3 separate regions of the Mus musculus genome follow, and all the other regions are linked to region 2. A link is a contact called in public HiChIP or PLAC-seq and Micro-C data. All regions are on one chromosome and are shown on one strand. Each heading gives the region's core, a stretch centred on a gene start, on an enhancer-like site or on the middle of the called end of the contact. The rest is flanking DNA. Distances are from core to core; before and after follow the strand shown.

What was found. Hi-C and Micro-C count contacts between places; a contact is called where the count stands out from the background. HiChIP or PLAC-seq counts read pairs in DNA pulled down with a chosen protein or histone mark.
Region 1: a contact with region 2 is called in a Micro-C map of embryonic stem cells, with 1.8 times the contacts expected there. The contact joins two enhancer-like sites. A contact is called at or near these places in 1 of 484 Hi-C or Micro-C datasets (embryonic stem cells) and 2 of 115 datasets of contacts at active chromatin or transcription factors (both in embryonic stem cells).
Region 3: a contact with region 2 is called in an H3K27ac HiChIP or PLAC-seq map of embryonic stem cells, with 5 read pairs. The contact joins two enhancer-like sites. A contact is called at or near these places in 1 of 115 datasets of contacts at active chromatin or transcription factors (embryonic stem cells) and 1 of 9 other capture datasets (adipose tissue).

Annotation. Positions count from the first base shown.
Region 1 is chr6:136,997,820-137,002,831 of GRCm38.p6, reverse strand. No RefSeq gene overlaps it. Among named protein-coding and RNA genes, the nearest start is that of Gm30055, 20 kb to the right of the region's middle. Within about 2 kb of position 2,586, at least 22 of the 459 cell types and tissues checked have an H3K27ac peak or open chromatin away from gene starts, as enhancers often do. A contact at or near this core is called in embryonic stem cells, where this site is marked.
Region 2 is chr6:137,668,204-137,672,617 of GRCm38.p6, reverse strand. No RefSeq gene overlaps it. Among named protein-coding and RNA genes, the nearest start is that of Eps8, 21 kb to the right of the region's middle. Within about 2 kb of position 2,912, at least 4 of the 459 cell types and tissues checked have an H3K27ac peak or open chromatin away from gene starts, as enhancers often do. A contact at or near this core is called in embryonic stem cells, where this site is marked.
Region 3 is chr6:136,928,052-136,933,071 of GRCm38.p6, reverse strand. It overlaps Arhgdib (Rho, GDP dissociation inhibitor (GDI) beta), which reads left to right. Exons shown (of 6, transcript NM_007486.5): 3 at 729-812; 4 at 3,384-3,460. Among named protein-coding and RNA genes, the nearest start is that of Erp27, 8.4 kb to the right of the region's middle. Within about 2 kb of position 2,126, at least 191 of the 459 cell types and tissues checked have an H3K27ac peak or open chromatin away from gene starts, as enhancers often do. A contact at or near this core is called in embryonic stem cells, where this site is marked.

The sequences.
Region 1 (5,012 bases), core at 1,337-3,836, 670 kb after region 2:
ACAGCACAGGCACACAGCACAGGCACACAGCACAGGCACACAGCACAGGCACACAGCACAGGTACACAGCACAGGCACACAGCACAGGCACATAGCACAGGCATACAGTCACAGAGAGGTAAAATGCTGCAGGCTCAGCTTCGCACTTCTGGTTTTTTATGTTCCCTTGCACTCTCCCGCTCTGTGGAGTAAATGTTTTTCTACAGCAATGTTACCAGAGCCGTGGCTGTTAACGTGCAAGCCAGCGGATTCACAGTGGTCAATAGCAAAGACTGGACCACTGGGCTTCTCATGAGATTCACGGAGCTGCGCTTGGGTTTCAAACTTATGTATGTATTGTTCCCGGTTTGTTTTTCCTCAGACAGGGTCTCTTCTAGTGCAGGCTGGCTTCAACCTAATTGGCTACTGTAGCCCAGGATAACTTTGAACTCCTGCCCTTCCCACTTCTGTGTGCTGAGTTCCGTCGGGTGCCGAGAAGCCAAGTGTGAGGTGACTTTGATCACTGTGGTGTAAACAGAGCCTCTGCAGGCTTCCTTCTCTGATTCAGAACAGTAGGCAAATGGTGTTATGATTCCAAAGGTAGCCATAAAGGGTGAAGTCTGTGTTAAGTTTCAAACCCAGGGTAAAAGGCGGAGGTACCTCTTTAACATAGCAAGGTGGTTCTGGCTTCCAGGGTCTCTCAGCATCCGCCAGTCCCTACCTGTTACAGGGTATGGCTGGAGCTCTACCCAGAATTCTCCAGCCTAGGGTCTGGGCTGCCCTTCCCCCACAGGCTCATCCTTATCATCTAGACAGTCTGGTTACCCGCCCCTTTGTACCTTTGGCTCCTTGCTGCTGCTACACCTGATTCCCATCTTTACCCTCTCCCAGCATGCCCCAACTCAGTATAGTCATGTCAACTCTAGACTCTCTCAAGCAGCTCTGACTCTGCCCATGCTCGCTCCACGAATCTATAATAAACTTCCTCCTCCCCATGTCTGTAGTGACTTCAGAGCCTTCTGTCTACAGACTTTAAAAGTCAGGTGTTCTAGCACCACCAGTTGAAGACCATGTGTAAAACCTGAAGTTAACCTATAAGCCCCACCCACCCAGGAACCAAGTAACTTCCTGGAATGCTGGGAGTTGTAGTTCTTAGAAAGTAACAAAGCCTCATGGGAAAACATCATGGCCTTTCCATTTATAAGCCCCTGCAAAACTCAGCTGACCAAAACCCATCTTGGCTAGTATTTAATTAGAAGCTTGGCTGAAGTGGTGAAACTGGTTTTTCTCCAGCGAATTTCAGGGGCATTAGACATTCCACTTATTTACTTTCCTCCACCATTGAGCTGTGAGAAGTCATATTCCTTTCTCCTGTTTGCTTTCTCTTAATGAAGCAAAGGGTATAGCAGCAGTGAAATGCATTCCAACTTCCAGTGCAGCCCCCATTACATCGTATTGCAAACTCCTTGAACTCAAGAGGAGACAGCCTATATAGGTTTTGCTTTCTTTTTTTCTTTCTTTTCTTTTCTTTTCTTTCTTTCTTTCTTTCTTTCTTTCTTTTTTTTTTTTTTTTTTTTTGATAAATACAGTTAAGCGTACCCTCCTTGCCACTATGTCTATCTGTTATGAGGATAAAAGGGAAAATGACTTGGGGTGGAAAACTATGGCAGAACCCCCCCTTAACAGGAAAAGTTTTGCGGGGGGGGGGGGGAGAAAAAGTCTTTCTGAAGGCCATCACCCAGGTGAGCCTAGCTGCAGAGCAGGGACTGCCTAGTTCTGCTTTAATCTTCCTGCACGGACAGGGATCTCTCTGAATTGCTCTCCCAATAACTGGCTTTTGTGAGCACTGTTGAATCTGATTATATTCTGTCGCGCTAGGAACATCAAGACAGCTTAGAGCCTTTGCACAACCCCACCCCAGTGTAATTCCGTGCTCAGTCCCGGGCTACAGCAGAGCTTCGGTTGTGTCAAAGGCGATCATGGATCACCTGTTCACTCTGCTGCTTTCTGTGTCTCTGACAAAGGACCCGAGCTCTGTGAATTTGTTCTGTCTCATTGTCCCTGATAGAGATGTATTCTTTTCTCTCTCTTTCAGATTTGGCAGAAAAACATTGCCCGAGGCAGAGATTACTCTTATCGGACTTCTTTTCTGTAGCATTTCCCCTGATATGGCTCAGTGTAGAGAAGATGAGGCCAAGGCTCTCACACAATAGAGCTTTAAAATAACTAACAACGATCTGCCTTGTACATCTCGGTTGAAGTAGAACAGCTTTCTCTCTCTCTCTCTCTCTCTCTCTCTCTCTCTCTCTCTCTCTCTCTCTCTCTCTCTCTCTCTCTCTCTCTCTCTCTCTCTCTCTCTCTCTCTCTCTCTCTCTCTCTCTCTCTCTCTCTCTCTTCTGAGACAGGGTTTCTCTGCATAACCCTGGCTGTCCTGGAATTCACTTTGTAGAGCAGGCTGACCTTGAACTCAGAAATTCACCTGCCTCTGCCTCCCGAGTGCTGGGATCAAAGGCGTGCGCCACCACGCCCGGCATAGAACAGATCTCTTAAAATGAAGGAAAGCATTTGGCATGTTAAGTAAGAAATTTAAAGTCCAAAGCTCTTTCCCATTGTTCCAAATCCCCCTCCCCACCATTCCTACATTCTCCAAGGGGCCCTTAGAAGTGTTCACTTGTTAAGAGTTTGAATGTAGAGCCGGGCTTGGTAGCACACGCCTTTAATCCCAGCACTCGGGAGGCATAGGCAGACGGATTTCTGAGTTCGAGGCCAGCCTGGTCTACATAGTGAGTTCCAGGACAGCCAGGGCTATACAGAGAAACCCTGTCTTGAAAAAACAAAAACAAACAAACAAACAAACACCAAAAAACCAAAAACAAACAAAAAAAGAGTTTGAATGTAGAAGGCTCACAGCGCATGTGTTTTTGACAGTCCCAGCAGGTGGCGCTGTTTGGGAGGACTGAGGCGTCTTTACCTTGTGGTGCCTGGCTGGTGAGAATAGGGGATTTTGACCTGTCTGTGCCTGGTTCTGGCCTGTGTTCTCTGTTTACTATCTGTTCGCAGGTAAAATGCTTTGCCTTTTGTCTCCAGCACTCTAGAGCCACAGGGAGCAGTGGCCATCCTGCCATGGTGGACTGAAATCGCTCTGAAACCATGAGCCAAAAGAAGACCACCCTCCCCAGAGTTGCTTCTGAAGTGTGCTCGGTCACACTCCCACACTCCGGGGGGAAGTAGTTATGTCACTCTACATTCTCACATCAGACCTGTGCACTCCTCCGCAGAGTCCCCTCTTGGGAAGACAGACGGAGCAAAGGTAATATCCTATGGCTTCGGAACAGATTTAGAAAGCTCCCCAGATGCGTGTGGACAGAACTGAGTGGGACACTGTACAAAGCTGATAGGATCTTTAAGAGGTTGAGCCTAGAGGCAAGTCCTAACTCATCCGGGACATGCTGTCCAAGGGGGTTGTGGGATTCTGCATTCTCTGGCTCCCTGGACATGAGGTGAGTGGTTTTGCATCCCTAAGCTCCTACCACAGCGTGCTTCCTTGACAAAGGACAAGAATAATGGCACGAATCACTCAAGATCTGAGACTTAAAGCAGAGCTATCCCAAACCTTTTCTCTTTCTAAGTTTCACACACCAGATGCTTGTCACAGTGATTCAAAATGTGACTCATATTATCTCACGGGCAAGAATTCTTCCTTCCCAGTACACTGTAGGGTTTTCAAACCAGTGGGGATAGCTCATTTATCATCATCATTCACATCTTAATACTATTCTCAATGTGATGTTGCCATTAGAGTGGTCATCTTAGAAGATACACCAACCTTTTAACCCATTAACCCATCTCTTCCCCTCTTTTTATACTTATACTAATTACTGTGTGGCCATGCTGGCTAGTGTGTATTTCACTCCACACCAAACCAAGACTTTCAGGACTCTCCTGATCTCAGCCAACCTTCCTCTGTATATCTGACACTAGCATTCAGTGTAACTCCAGCTCCAAGAGATCAGATATTCCCTTCTGGTTTCTGTGGTTACCGGTATACAAGGCATACACACATACATACAAGAAAAAGAAAACAAGAAAGTATTCAGTAGCAGGACCCTCTGACTTGGAGGGTCCACACCCCATCCCTCCACAAATCTAACCACTAGATTCTAACCCTTTCCTTCTTCGAAGCTTGCCTTTGTGGGGGCTGAGTCTTGAGATCGGAGCATTTTGACTGAAATAAAGCAAATTATGGCAATTAAAGGCCTTGCCTACCTTGAAACCTTTTGCCATTCTTGGAGCCACTATTGGCTTTCTGCACTCTCTGCTTTCTTCCTTGAGTCACTGAATTGGGGTTTCTTACTATGAGATCTGAGAATAGCGATGGTTTGCACACAAGCTCCACTCTCTGGTTTTCGAGGGTGGAAACAGAGAAAGTACAAGAGGGGGAGGAAGGTTAGCATTCAAGCCAAAGCCAGAAACAAAGAGAACGCACTGTGGTGTCTCTGCGGCTGATGCCTGACTCCCACACTGCTGTATTCTACTGCAATTAAGCTCTCAGTTTCCAACTCTCTACAATTGTGCTCTCCAACGGCATTTCAGAAACAGGGAAGCCGGAGCCCATCGCACACCCTTATTTTTAGCATCTATTAATTGCATGAAGCAAAGGGCTCCTGTTGACATTTCCATACTTGCACATAATGTCCTTTCATCTACTCCCAACCTCCAGCACTCTTGTGATCTCACCTCCCTCTCGCCTCCCACACTCACAATGGTCCCCTCTGTCCTTTTCTTCTTCTCCTAGATCTCAGAGTGAGAGAAAGGATGGGATACCTGCTCTTGTAAGATTGGCTTAATTCACCGAACGTGATGACCTCAGATTCCATTAGCTTTCTTGGAGGTGATAGAATTTTGTTCTTTATAGCTGAATAATTGAGTTTATTTATGTACTGTATTTTATTTCATCGATGGACATCAGAGATTATTTCATAATCTGATAATATGTATCATATTATATATTATATTTGTATATAACATAATAT
Region 2 (4,414 bases), core at 1,663-4,162:
AGTCCTAGGGCAAAGTGACACCATAAAAAAAAAAAGACTCAGAAATCAAAATATGTCCTATAATTAGAACACTGTTACTAATCTCCACTCCAAATTAAAAAAAAAATGTTCAAATGACTTTAAAGGGAAATGTCAAATTGTGACTTTCTAATCTGTAAACAAAATAGTCCAAAGGCATAAATTTAGCATCATTTACAAAACATAATGTATGTAGTTTAATTTTAGATGTATTGACATTTCCAGTTCAGCTTTCTTCTGGAATATTTACAAGGATGAAAATTATTTTAATGTCTGTCCTAAAAGTATGGATACTTACATTGTGACTTTAATTTTTTAAACTGGGTATCTTTGGACTTTGATTATGTTATAAAGAAGACAGAACGTCCATGGGGGTGAACTCTGAAAGCAGAACCAAATTTTATCTATGGAGTTTAAAATTAAAGGTGGCTGCTTTCTTTCTTCCCTCCCTCCCTCCCACCCTCCTCCCTCTTTTCCTCTCTGCCTCCTCTCTCTCTCTCTCTCTCTTCCTTCCTTCCTATCATTCCATCTGAAGCAGGAACTTACATCTATTTGTTTTAAGTTTAGGTATGGTCTGCACCATTGCTTATCTGACAGAATACAACAGACAGGCTTAATGCTATGATAGAGTCTGGAGCAATCCTTAAGATACTGATGGTGATGATTTCCTATGAGAAAGTTTGCATCTGGAATCCAGCTGCCATGCTGTGATGAAGCCTGAGACAGGTCTACTGTAAAGAGGACATTTCCCTGAAGCACAGGGGCGTCCATGGCTTCGGCTTTGCTTTCTGCGGCTGCAGATAATGGGCGGTAGAATTAGCGAGAGAGAATGATAAAGAACTCACGCCCACTGCCCTGAGCCCGCGGTGGGGCAATGCCATGGGCATGTCGCTGTGGCCCTAGATAACTATGAGAACCAGGCCATGGGGAGAGAGAGAGAGAGAGAGAGAGAGAGAGAGAGAGAGAGAGAGAGAGAGAGAGAGAGAGAGAGAGAGAGAGAGAGAGAATAATGTGTGGAACGCCTTAGTTGTAATTGGCTGAATTTAGCTTTAAAACTCTAGTGGACATGGCAAAATGGCTCAACTCCCAAGAGTCTTGTGGAGAAACTTTGTGCCGCGTGGACCCCACACGGACATCCGCTGCTTATCTAGCAAAGGCTGCACGCCACTTTGAATCGCATCTTTCCTGCCTGCTGCTTGGAACTCAGGGTACACCTGCCAGACTAGAAAGGTTAGTGAGAGAGTGTTTGTGTGAACGAACGAATGTGGGCCCATTTTACCATTTATCTGAGGCAGAGGCAGGCAGATTTCTGAGTTCGAGGCCAGCCTGGTCTACAAAGTGAGTTCCAGGACAGCAAGGGCTATACAAAGAAACCCTGTCTCAAAAAACCAACCCCCCCCAAAAAACCCATTTATCTGCTTTTTGCCGTTTATGAATAAACAAAAGTATTAGAACCTTTCCCACTGGGTTTGAGGAATTTGTTTCCTCCATGCTTTACGGCCCAAATCGAGACATATACTCATGGGGCAAGGGCCTATGTTCTCAGACAATAGTCCTGACAGAATTTACAGAAGAGCGCCCCCTGTTAATAATACCTGCGAAGTGTTTCCACCCAAATCCATATGAACAGAGAGCCCGCATGTCATGATTGTGCCCTTATAAGAAAAGAGTTGTCCTCCTGACTTTCTTTCTCAATCCTTCTCTCCCTGTCGCAGATATAAGAGGAGTCATCTGTAAACCAGGAAGTGAGCCTTCGCCAGTCGCCATCATTCTGGTACCCTGGACGTCTAGCATTCACAACTATGAGCAAGAAAGGTTAAGGCCATTCCATCTGAGTTTTATTTTTTTAAAAAGTAGCTTGAACTGGCTGTGAACTGTACCAACTCCTACAACAGCCAACTATCTTGGAAGTGGAATCTTCCCCAGTCAAGCTTCCTCAACAGATACTGGGGTGGCTGAGAGTCACTGCCTCTCCCAAACTTGATCAAATTGCAGATACATGAACTAAATAAATGAGCACTGCTGTTTTAAGTTGCTAAGTTTGGGGTGACTCCGGAGCTGGCTTAAATACAGTTGTGAATATGCCTCAGTATAACAAAAAGCCACTTCAAATAGTGCATTTGCACTAAAACTTTGCTAGTCACATAGTCTCAAAAAAAATGTTTTTGCGTTTGTTTTAATGTTTCAAACAGCACTCACATGCATAATAATAGAGTTGCCTCTTTAACGTTTGGATCTTGCATGCGTGCCTAATAGAAATATAAGCAATTATTTCAGTGAACTCAAATGGAATGGTACATCAACTGTGCGCTGTTTTCAGGCATGCTGGCTGTAGTAATTGAATTCTACCAGTGGAGAACATTACTGTGAAGCTCAGAGACTCGTGGGCTGGTTTTCATTCTGTGGTTTGTACTTAGAAACCACTGATTTGCCAGGGGTAGTAATGCAAGCCTTAATTACCAGCACTGGGGAGGCAGAAGCAGGCTGATCTCTGAATAGGCAGGCTAGTGCGTTATGGTTTGCATATGCTTAGGCTAGGGAGTGGCACTAATTGGAGGTAGGGCTTTGTTGGAATAGGTGTGTTACGGTGGGTGTGGGCTTTAAGACCCTCATCTTAGCTGCCTAGAAGTCAGTATTTTGTTAGTAGCCTTCAGATGAAGATGTAGAACTCTCAGCTCCTCCTGCACCATGCCTGCCTGGACACTGCCATGCTCCTGCCTTGCTGATACTGCACTGCACTTCTGAACCTGTAAGCCAGCCCCAATAAATGTCCTTGTAAGAGTTGCTTTGGTTGTGTCTGTTCAAAGCAGTAAAAGCCCAAGAAGACCTGTTCTACATATTAAGTTCCAGGACATCCAGGGATACACAGTCTCTGGGCGGGGATAGGAGTGGGAACTAAAAAGCAAACAAACAAAAAAACCCAAACCTATGGATTTAGCAAAATGTTAAGACAATAGAGTAGACTCAATAACAAAGAAACTTAAAAATGCCCTGCTGTGGTAGATTGAATGAGAAAGGCTCCCATAGACTCAGATTTGAATAGTTGGTCACCAGGGAGTGGCACCATTGTAAAGAAATAGAAGGTGTGGCCTTTTGAGAGGAAATGTGTCACTGAGAGTGGGCTTTGAGGTTTCCAAAAGGCACTCCAAGCCCAGAGTCTCTCTCTTCCTGCTGCCTGTAGATCCAGAAGTAGAACTCTCAGCCCCTTTCCCAGCATCGTGGGTGCCTGAGTGCTGCCATGCTTCCTGCCATGATGAAAACGTACTGCACCTCTGACACTGCAAGCCACCCCAATTAAATGCTTTCTTTTCTAAGAGTTGCCTTGGTCATGGTGTCTCTTCACAGAAATGGAACATTGACTAAGGCACACTTGCTTACTCTTTTTATTAATTTTCTTATTATAGTTGACTATGCCCATGAATGTGTGTCTCTGTGTGTATAGATGAGTGCAGGTGCCTACAGAGGCCAGGGGCTTCAGATCTCCTAGAGCTGGAGCCAGAGGCTCTGAGCTGCCTGTTGTTGGTGTTGGGAACCAAACTTGAGTCCTTTGCAAGAACAGCTATCTCTCCAGTCCCTTTGCTTGTGTGTGTGTGTGTGTATTATTGTTTATTGGGATCTGAAATAAAATCTATATACTTAGTGAATGTGACTTTAACCATGATTGAATAATAGAAAAATTTTTATAATAATTGTGTAAGAAGCAGTACTTTTGAATATCCACAGTCACTTGAAATATGTTGCTGGAATACATCAAGGCCCTGGGAGAGTCAAGAGTGGTTTCTGCAGTGGGGACCATGCTGGGAGCAGCTTGAGCCTCCATCCTTACTGGGGGTTCCAATTTGGGTGTGTGGGAACCAAATGTGGCCTTTCTCAGCACAGTTTGGTCTTGGGGACTCTGAGTAGAGGCAGGCAGGAAATGAAGAAAAGACAGTGATAGAGACACACTCTAGCAATACAGAATCAGGCGGGTTATGTGCCATTAGATGGAGCTACACCTGCTGCTGACTGGAACTTCAGTAGTTTATATGTTCAGCACAAAAAGAGGCTTTAGCCAGTCACAGTAGGAGGTCTCTGTTTCCAGCCTATTTTCTGTCTGGGAGGAGGAAGCTGCAGTTGCTCAGTTTGTACACACGGATCCATCATCTTTAAACACTCATACTTAGGCCAGAGGAGGAAGGCTTTGCCAATTTCCACCCTGACCCACGTGGAGAAAGGCTTTGCTGATGTCCCATGGCCCTGGGGCATTGACCCTTGTTATAGCTGTGCCTATGTCAGCAATACAATCTCACTTAGGGCTTTGTCCACTTCCTACGGAGCAAGATGGGACATTGAGAAAAGGCATCCTCCTCAGCAAAAGAGAGAGGCTGCCAGGCAAAGTAGCTCCTTCCTTACTTCT
Region 3 (5,020 bases), core at 877-3,376, 740 kb after region 2:
TGTTTATTTGTCTTATGCTTCCACCATCACAGTGCATCAGTGAGGGAAGACAGGCTGGGAGCTCTGGGCAAAAACCTGGAGACAGAAACTGAAGCTGAGGGACATGGAGGGGTGCACTGGCTTGCTCCCCAGAGTTTGTTCAGCCTGCTTTCTTATAGCACCCAGGACCACTAACCCAGGGGAAACTCTGTCCATATGAGCTGGTCCCTCCCACAGCAATCATCAAGCAAGAAAATGCACTACCAGCTTGCCCACAGGCAAGTCTGGTGGGAGCACTTTCTCAAGTAAGGGTCACTCTTCCAAAATGATCCTAGCTTGTGCCGATTTGACCTAAAAGTAGTGAACACAATCCGTAAATGCCTGAATTAGAAAATTCTTAATTCTTCCATTTTTATAGAAATCAATAGTAAACATAGCGAGTCTGCCATTCTGTTTTGATTGCTACATATTTAAATTCCTCTTTATATTCTCTTTTATCATCCACAGCATGAAACACACACACACGCACATACATGTACACACATGCACTCATACACACATTTGTATGTGTACACACACACATGCCCGCACATACATGCACACACATGCACTCATACACACATTTGTATCTACACACACACACACACAAACACATGCGTGCACACACGCATACTCCCATGCATGCACTCACGAGCTCTTCTCCACTTAATGCCCTTCTGTGTGCTCATGGTTTCTTTTGAACCCTGCAGACCCAACAGTTCCCAACGTGACTGTTACCCGGCTTAGCCTTGTATGTGACAGTGCACCAGGACCCATCACCATGGACCTTACTGGTAAGTGAACACATCTCTACTCTTCAGAGGGGTCTAAGATGTCACAGGGAAAATTTGATCTTTGTCCCCAATTCCCACTGGAGAAAACTAGTCAGGTGGCTCTTGGAGATGCATGCACTCGTACCAGGCCACAACCATTGCATTCCCAGTGTCCACTGCTTTCTGTATTTAATGAAAAAAACCCAGCTCCTGACTCAATGTAGTGGAACAATTGAGAGTTGGACACCTTTTGTGGGTAAGTGAGTATTTGTGCACTATTCTGCTTCTGTATTCGTGTTCATATGAAGAGTACATGTGTGCATGCAAGTTAACCTCGGGATCTGCTTATCGGATGGGCTTGCTCAGCCTGTTTCCTCAAAGCACCAGGACCACTAGCCCAGGGGAACCATTGTCCATATGAACTGGGTCCTCTCGCAGCAAGCATCAATCAAGACAGGGCACCTCGGGCTCTCTCACGTGAGCTAGTCTGCCTGGCTGGTGAGCTCCAGGGCTCCACCTGCCCCCCCCCCTTGCTCCAGAGCTAGCATGCACAGCTTTATTTAATAAGGGGGGGATATTGTTTGTTTGTTTGTTTGTTTGTTTGTTTATTTATTTATCTCAGAACATTTTAAATGTGGGTTCAGGAAATACTCGTGCTTGCCTGGCAAGCATTTTATTGATCGTGCGATCTCTTCAAGCATTTTATTGATCGCGCGATCTCTTCAGCCTTCAGTTACTCAGTTGTGCAGTATTGACTTCAGATCTGTGCTTCCACGTGGTAACAGAAGAAACAGCTATTCTTGTAGGAGACAATGCAGGTGGAAATGCTGTGCGTGGCTAGACTCGCAGTACTTATATGGTTTGAACACCAGCGAAAGCGCTGATCTTATCCCAGCTATGGCCTTAGCAGAAGGCGAGGAAAGCCCAGCACCTCCTGAATAATGACAGACACTCCCCTGCTCCGCACACCCAAAGCTTAAAACTCTATTCCTAAACAATTTCTCTGACAAAAACCCCAAAATAATAATTGGTGTTTATTTCACCTTTTGTGACTAACAGCCAACTGCTCTCATTAGGCAGATCTTGAGGAGATGAGCAGAAACTGGGAAGGGGGGCTTCATGGGAAAATAATCACCTATTGGGGGTTGGGAAAGGGGTCATAAATCCAAATCAGGGGCATCCAAGGTAGATCTGTCACCAAAGTCAAAGCTTTACAGAAGCCAGAGGAAAGCACGGGTCGAGAGCAGTAAGTTTAGCAGCAGAGCTTCCTCTCACAGGGCGTGTGTGCTTTGCCTTATATGGATATTTCTGTCAAGGGGAGGAAATCGGGGCCTGAGAAGACAGGCTTCCTGTTCAACTGTAATCAGTAGAGCAGGCACCCGGCAGGCACATATGCATGGCCCCGCCCTGCACGCACACATGCATGGCCCCGAGCTGCAGCATCACCCCAGACAGAAACTCATTCTCTCATCCAGACTCAGGCCTCTTCCTGCACTCGGCTGTGTCACGTGGCCAGGTACAACTGTCAGTTTGCAGGAGTAGGTCTGGCGCTGCTGAGGACATGCCCAGACAGGACGGAGGACCAGGCAGAAGAGCTTGGTCTCTGTCCTCCTCTCTCAGAAGAGAAAACCTGCATTTCTGTCCTAAAGAAAGCGCTGAGCTAAAGTCATATAACAGTGTTTATGAAGTCAAACACTTTCCCGAAGTATACACGTATACATACACATACATACATATGTGAACACACATGCACATGTATATGCACACATACACAACTGAGCTATGCAGGAGTATTTGGAGGAAAGACTAAAGAAAGCATCGTCATAGCTTCCCTAAGCAGGGCCTAAGAATTAATGGCAGATCTCAGGGTTATGAACCCTAAAGCTGTTACAATTAGAATGTTCTTCCTTAAAAAAAAATGTTGTAAACGCAAGTCTAGTGAGTCCAAAGTGAGCACTTACTTAAATAATTATAAAAACTAAAAGTAGCTGTTAAAGCTAGGAAATACCATATATTATCAATTGTTAATATCAATTGTATGAATTGATGGAGGGAAATTTTCTTGAAGCCTATCAATTCTTTGAAAGCCAAAGGCTGATGCTTTTATATATCTATATTTTTATAATTCTTTGAAAGAAATCCTCATGTCTCCATCTAGCTATGTATATACATGAAGTTTTTAATAGACAGAATATTAGCTCAATTTCTTCTAGGCTGGTTGGTTGATTGACACTTTTTTTGTTATTGACAACAATAAAATATAGTTATCTTCCTGAGTACTGATTAGAAGTTAGGGGGGGAAAAAAGATTTATCTTCACGACTATTTATTGGAAAAAAACTGTATTTTTGGCATAGACATCAAACTTGTAGGAAAACCCTTTACTATGTTACAGTTTTGATTTTTTAATAACTAATTTGTAAGATTTGTAAGCCAGTATAGGGTGTGTGTGTGTGTATGTCTGTGTGTGTGTGTGTTTACACTAATCTCACACTCTTATGAATCACGTAACCCAGGTGGGCCGAGCAGAAGATGCCGAAGCTTGGCTTTCATTCTTCTTGGGGATAGTAACTTTGTAACTCCTCTTCTACAGGCGATCTCGAGGCCCTCAAAAAGGATACATTTGTGCTAAAGGAAGGCATTGAATACAGGGTGAAAATTAACTTCAAAGTAAGTATCTCCCCCACGGGCTCTTATCTTTCCTATAACCCATTTCTTGCATCCTTGTGCTGGTATTCTGTTGATGTCACTGTTGTTTTGGTGGTGGTTGTTGCTGTCCTTTCTCCAGCTTGGTTCTGGATTAAGCTGTGTCCGCTTCTGAGCTCTTCCTGTGGAGATCCACCCCTACTTCCCATCTTTACCTAGCAGGGATATCATCACCCTTTCTCGGAACTCCTGCTGCTTACATCCATGAGGCACACACTGCTGGGTGTCCTGCCGAGTCCTCCTTCCGCAACCTAAGCACCCAGAGGCAGGCTAAAGTTGTGTGCCCCTCCCTTCCACTGTTTCACACGACTTTATAAATGGCAGGTCTTCATGGGTATATGGCAAGAAATGGACAAAACAAAGACTCAACAAATAGAAAAAAACAAAAAACAAAAACAACAACAACAACAAAAAAAAAAAAAACACCAGGATTCCCCAACTGCTCAATTACCATTCAGATACAGGAACTGTGCTCTTAACAAAGTAGCTAGGAATCTCAGTGGCATTTGTGGATCAGGGGACCAGATAATAGCAAAGTTAAACAAGACATAAGCTCACTGCTCGTGAATAGACATATGTGACTAATTACGGATCCCGGGAAAACAACCTTGACTTTGAAAGCAAATAAGTAAGAGACGCACTGTTTTGCATCTCAGGGTTTGTTTGCCTTGGCTGTTCGTCATTTCCACTCAGTCATGTTCTCCAGGGCTCCACCAGGGAAGACCCCATATGCTCTCTCTGGTACACACTGGGCTCATCTTTCTACTGGGCATAGGATATGATTCAAGGTGGTTCGTCAGCCACCCTCTCCCATGTACTAAAATGCCTAAAGTCTCTTCATTCTGGAAATATTTGTTGACACCAACACAGCCATCACTTGAACTGTGGATGGCTTTGCTTCCTGCCATGCTGTTTACTACCAGAGCAACTGGAGTTTGGGGGAGAGCCTCACATTTAAAATGCACAGAAAAACTTCACACCAGTCTAGAACTTACATTTACACTGCTGTGCTGTCAGTTTAGAAAACTCGTGTTTACAAATGAAATCTGACCAGCAGCTTTTGACTGAATACGAAGACGAACAGAGATCTATGAATATGGGTGACTCCAGAGATGCCTGGGTAGCACATCAGGGTGCATAGGAGCCCCTGAGTCAAATCCACTTCTGAAGTTGGCGTCAGGCTCCACCGAGGTTAAGACCACTCTGTCTGTACCCAAGTAAACCTGAATGAGTCTCTAGCTTGTCCCGGCTTGGAGTTACAGTTAGAAGGAACCCTGGTCACAGTAAAGAGGAATTAAAGAGCTATTTAAACCTTTACTGACATCTCTTGACAAATGTTCAAGGATACTACGTTTATAATAGCAATTCCCTACGATCCTCCAGCACTCTGTCTCTCTCAGGGTTCTTCTTATCCTAAAATTGACAGCACCCTAGAACCCTGGACGAGGGTGATTCTGTGGGTCCCCACCCCTTGTATGCTGCCTCTTAAGTGTATGAAGCATTTCTGACGTCCACAGCTCTCAG